Linked DNA regions of Hordeum vulgare: region 1 is linked to region 2. Evidence: chromatin contacts called from public Hi-C data. All regions are on one chromosome and are shown on one strand. The core of a region is the stretch at or near the end of the contact, and the rest is flanking DNA. Distances in the headings are between cores, read along the strand shown.

What was found. A called contact is a pair of places that touch in the nucleus more often than the background predicts.
Region 1: a Hi-C map of leaf shows a contact between it and region 2, with 5 times the contacts expected there. The contact joins the promoter of LOC123449033 here to the promoter of LOC123446659 in region 2. A contact is called at or near these places in 3 of 6 Hi-C or Micro-C datasets (leaf and seedling) and 1 of 1 datasets of contacts at active chromatin or transcription factors (embryo).

What each region holds. Positions count from the first base shown.
Region 1 is chr4H:478,819,696-478,822,406 of MorexV3_pseudomolecules_assembly, forward strand. LOC123449033 reads left to right here and starts at 1,441. Exons shown (of 6, transcript XM_045126098.1): 1 at 1,441-1,983; 2 at 2,064-2,209; 3 at 2,667-2,711. The coding sequence starts at 1,898. It overlaps LOC123449032 (pentatricopeptide repeat-containing protein At5g59600-like), which reads right to left. Exons shown (of 2, transcript XM_045126097.1): 2 at 914-1,002.
Region 2 is chr4H:478,435,707-478,438,481 of MorexV3_pseudomolecules_assembly, forward strand. It overlaps LOC123446659 (aspartic proteinase PCS1-like), which reads right to left and starts at 1,259. Exons shown (of 1, transcript XM_045123220.1): 1 at 1-1,259. The coding sequence starts at 310.

The sequences.
Region 1 (2,711 bases), core at 191-2,690, 380 kb after region 2:
CAAAGCCGGTGCTCTAAAAATGCAAACTATGGATACTACGCACTTCAATTAGACTTTGGATAATTGTGCACTATGCATATTGAGTTAATAATGCTGTATGGATCTCGAGATACCAAAATCCGCATCCTACGGTTTACAGATATGGCCCAGCTAAACCATGGGTCAGCAAATCCTCTCTCCATTTTTCTGTTCCATGGCCGAAGTACGAAATTCTGATAATAGCATATACGGTGGTTGAATACTTTTTTTAAGGTGTGAACGAATACTTTCATATGTGAGTGTCTTGGTTCTTTTGTATCCATAATAGTACAAAATTCGGTGTGTTGGTTCTTTTTGTATTTGTCGTCTGTCTAATTGATGAACTCATAGAACATTGCTACTATTAGTTTATCCTGTTTTGCTATCTTGATGGCCGGTTTGGAGCTTTATATCTGTAAAGCTGGGCATGGCTTCCATCTAAAATCATGTTTTCCTGAGATATTTTCAAAAGGAAAACCTCCAAATGTGAGTATGAGATGTTTCTATGGTCCAGTATGACAATGCATCTAATGGCAAAACATGTAATAGAGTTTTGCTGTCACACCGTAAACGTTTTCCCCGTGGCTAAAGTACAACATTCTGCTTGTGGCATATACGGTGGCTGAGTACCTTTTTTTGGAAGGCCTGGCTGAATACTTTTGCTAGTCATATTCTATTAGCTAAAGTACAACATTCTGCTTTTGAAATCAGACAAACTCACCCACAATAAAGAATAAACATATAACTGCTATTCCAAGAAGCAAAGGTAGAAAAGCTAAGAATTGCTCACCGAGGTTTACGAAGAACCAGTCATGAGTTCTCACACTGAGGTCACTGAAGAAGCAGTCATCGTCGATTTCTTTTCTTCCCCCTTGCCTTGGCCCTCTTCTGCCTCGCCTCCTCTTTCTGTTTCTCAGCCTCCTCCCTCTCAAACTTCTCGCTCTCCCTCTTCTGCAAGAAGTCCTGCACCGCCAGATAAATGACCTGCATTTCCAGCAAAAGCAGGAATCAGGAAAGACCTACAAGATCAGCACCGACTATCCAAAAACAGCAGTGTCCATCAACGAAATTCGCTACTATTCATTATTCAAGGGGGGAGCGAATTGATTCGACGGATAACACACGCGTCACGCACCCCGATGGTGAGGAGGGAGAGCCCGACGAACGAGACCGTGAGCAGAACCGACACCACGGTGGCGGTGATGCTGTCGTCGTCGGCGGCCACCCTCATCATGGCCTCGGTTTGCTCCACCTCTTCGATGGCGGCGGCAGGCGGGGGCAGCCTCCTCCTGGCGAGGCGCAAGCGCCCGGTGCCTCCCCCGGCATTCCTACCACGGCGGGGCGCAGCGATGCACCTCGAGAAGAGCGCTGGCCTGGGTGTCGCAGGCGGCGCGAGAGGGAGGAGGGAGAGGGAGCACGCTGCCGCCATTATCCCGTCCCTCGCGCCAGCGGAAGGAAGGAAAGGGAATGGAAATGAACGGTCGGAACGGACGGGGAAATAGATGGGCCAATCCGGCGCGCAATGGGCCCGTACCGAGCGAGCAGCATGGATGATGGGCCGAGGCCTGCCGTGTCGCCGTGCGCGCGGGGGTCCGAGCCGAGCGGCCGGGAGAGTTCCAGAGAAATCGGTCCCCATCGAGAAGACGGAAGCCGATGAGGACGCCACCGCTGTGCCGCGCGGCCGGACCTGTCCGCATTCGCCAGTTTGTCTCTGACACGCACTCGAGGAAGAGAAAGCCAACGAGCGAGCGCTCACCGCACCGCACCGCACTCGAGACCCGAGCACAGGCTAACCGCGACACCGTAGCCCGGTGGTGGTTCCGCCTCGCTTCGCCGGCGGCGTCGTGGGATTGCGATTCGGGAGCGGGAGAGGTCCGGGATGGCCGGGGATCGGATGAGCTGGGCGAGGCTGCTCAAATGGAGCCTCTCCTACATGGGCGGCGCGCGGCCTTCTCGCGACATCAGGTAGGGCGAAGGGAAATGGAGGCTATTGCTTTCTGCTGTTTTCATTTTGGCTGCGGCTGAGGCGAGCGTGTGGTGTGCAGCGAGGAGGAGCGGAGGTGGCTGGCGGAGGCGGTGGAGCGGCACATGGCGGAGGACGTGGTGGGCCGCCTGAGGGAGATCGCGCTGCTGATGAGAACCCCGCTCTCCGTCCTGGAGGCGCAGGGCATCACGCCCGAGGACATCGAAGGTACGGATCAGTCATCCCCACCTGCCGGTGGCATGCGAAGGGCGATAATGGTGGTCGATTGGTAGTATTACCGTGCATTTGAGAGTTTTAATTGATGGTAGAGTAAGGATGCTAGATGTCTGGAATCTTGTCCTTGAAAAGATTGGAATCTAGATGGTTATGAACAATTTAGGTGAAACATATGAGGCAGTTAGGAATGTTCCCAGCATTCTGAATATTCTGCAATCCATAACATTGTGATTCCCCCGCAATAAATAAATAAATAAATTGTGATTCGTATTCGTAATTCACCAAGCTTTTCAGGTCAACGAAAGAAAACCCTTTGTCTCGTCCTTCCCAATGTTAGGCATTTTTTGAGGATTTATCATTTGTTATAGGCTTGTCTTAGCCCAGTAAGACGTATTTTGCTTGCTCAGCTCACAGTTGGTACTGACTAATTACTTTGTGACCGTTGCAGATTTGCTTGCAGAGCTGCAAGTACATGTCGAGTCTATCGACATAG
Region 2 (2,775 bases), core at 9-2,508:
ACGGCGCAGGCGGCGACACGGAGCTCCCGTTGCAGAGCAGCCAGGAGAGCTCGCTGCCGGTGTCAAGCACCATCGTAACGTTCTGCGGCGGCGTGCCGACAACCACCGACACCGTCAGGCTCACGTTGTGTCGGAACCGCAGCCGGTTCGCCAGCGCTCGCGGCGGGGGCGCCACCTCCTGCAGCCTGAGCGAAAGAAGCACCGCTGCCCCAGCCTTCCCTTCTCGACCGCCAACGCCAACGCCGTTGCTCGCCGCCTCCGCTCTGGCAAGAAAGAGGAACAGGAGAACGATAAACGACTCCATGTCCATTGGCAGTCAGTTTCTACTTTTCTATCCGCGCTCTGCCTGGGGTTGAAATGAGAGTGAGCGACTGTCAACCAACTGCAGGTGCTTTGCATGGACCTGCAACCACCTGGTCCACTACACGTCTACACGGCTCCTAATCTGCTTGCATGGAGAGTATTAACGTCCGATCCGTCGTCATCTGCTCCGCTTCTTGGAGTGTTTCTTACAAGCACAAGTGTCAATGTGTTTGGTGTACGTGCGCCACAGCTCTCTTCTTTACTCCGTGTGGGCTCTGCGCATGAAAGCAAGGTGCCGACTGGCAAGGCGAGGAAGGGGACAGGGTCCTCAGGGAGCTCATGAATACGCAGTACTCCGGCGGTCCGGCCAGGTATCGCGGCTCAACAGAGACAACAATACAAGAGGCATCTGCATATGGTGCTCGTCGTCGTCGACCAAGACTTTCGGCCTTTCGGGGGCGAGTAGCTTTCAGTGCAGCTGTTCAGGGCAAGGCATTGCCACGGCCTCTTGTTGGACTTGTCGGAAGGGAAATCTCCCTGTCTGCGGTTGAGAAATCCCTGGTGATAATAGCTGGAGGATGACTCGAACACATGGCGAGAACTCATCCTTTTGTGCCTAGTTGCCAGCATTGCATCCTTCACAGGGACACTATGCATCTGCTCAAAGAAGAAGAACCTATGACAGGACAGTATAAATTTCGGTAAATTTCGCATTCCCACATCTCAAACCAGTTCACAGCGGAGCCAGCAACCTGTGGAGGACTCCATGCCCTTCCAAACGGACTAATGATTCCAGAAGCTACCGCGATAATGAGATGGTGACGGCCATCTTATTATTTGCCGTCGCATGTGACGTGCTCTGCCACAATCGCACCATATGAGATGACAGGCCATGGACCTGCGAACTCAGAAACCTTTTACCTTTGCGAACTCTGGTGATTGAAAGCACATTTCCATACGTGAAAGCGAAGCAACAGCACGGAGCACGCATGCATCTTCTTTTTTCTTTACTAGCAAAGTATAAAATGATATTGTTAGATGCATATTTAGAAGTAATTCCGATAAGTGAGGCACTTACCGGAAAAAAGCCCCCCGCGTCATCACCCGCGGGCGACTCGGGTGTATCCGCCGTCGCCTGCCTAGCTCCCTCCGTCCCCGGCTCTCATCCCATCGCCGGCAGGCGCCGCCAGGGGTAAAGCCCCTCATGGTTGGCCGGCGGAGGGTCCTTCTTCCTCCTCGCTTGGGTGCGCAACGCGGGATGTGGCGGCCTAGCCAGGATGCAACGCTGGCGTGGGGCGTTGTGACATGGGCATGCGCAGCCGGGCCGACGACGCGGTTGGGTGGTGCGGTTGTGGAGGCTGCGTGGTGACCTGGGAGCGTGGTGGCGGCGTGCCCTGCAGATCTAGCGCGGTGGCGTCCCGATCCGATCTGCAGGCGGTACGGGGGGTGGTGGTGGCCACTGTCGGCGTTAAAACCGGCACATCTCGGGTAGGGGTCCCGAACTGTGGACCTTAGATCTATGGGTTGGAGGAAACAGGACGAGACATTGTTTACCCAGATTCAGGCCTTGTCGTGCGAATGACCCTGACAATAGTACCTAGGGGTACGAACGAAGGGGCGAAGTCTAACTAGGCGCAGTGGATGCACTTGGATGTACGAGTTCAGGCCCCACTCGCAAGTGGTAACAGCCCTACGTCTCGAGCCCTGAGGCTGATGTTTTCTTATGGGGTATAAAAGATTACAAAGTGTTGAACGCTTGAGCTGGAGCCCGGAAGTGGCTTATATAGTTGCTGCCACGACCGGTCGAGCTTCATTACAAGGTAATTAATGCTAATAAACAGGGAAGTTACTATAAACGACAGCTTTAACTCTCGGCGTTACTCGTAACGTGAGTCTTCACTGCACTTCATGTGATGGATTAAGTCCTTAGACGTTACAGCCTCTTCGGTGCCTTCTCCTCGCTGTAGTCCGAGTGCTAAGATGCATCCGACTAGAGCAAGGTGATCCGAGTGACTCGAGGCAGGCGAGTGACGGTTGCTGAAACGAGTGATGTCGAGGCTACACTGGTGACTTTAAGGACACTCATGTCCGTAAGGGTTCCTAGGTGGGCCTAGGGAAGCAGGTCCGTAGGCCTACCCCTAATGTACAACCCCATTAGTAGCCCCCTAATCGGGTGAGGTTTTGCAGAGCGAGTGAATGACTTCCTTTGATGTCCCGGAGATTCTTGGGCTGCAGCTCGGGCTGCGTCATTAGGACTCTCGGCAAACCTCCACGGATTCAAGAGTAATGAATTCCGATTTTCCAGTCATACGGGTATGTCCGCAGTCGATAGTGATGGACTATCTTTCGGGAAGATAGATTCCATGAGTTCGGTGAACGAGAGCTCTGAACTCCTCGTTCTCAATCGGCGAGTAGGGACAGATCCCCACTCGCATTGAGGTAAGGATGATCAGGTCGTCCTCATTGATTTCC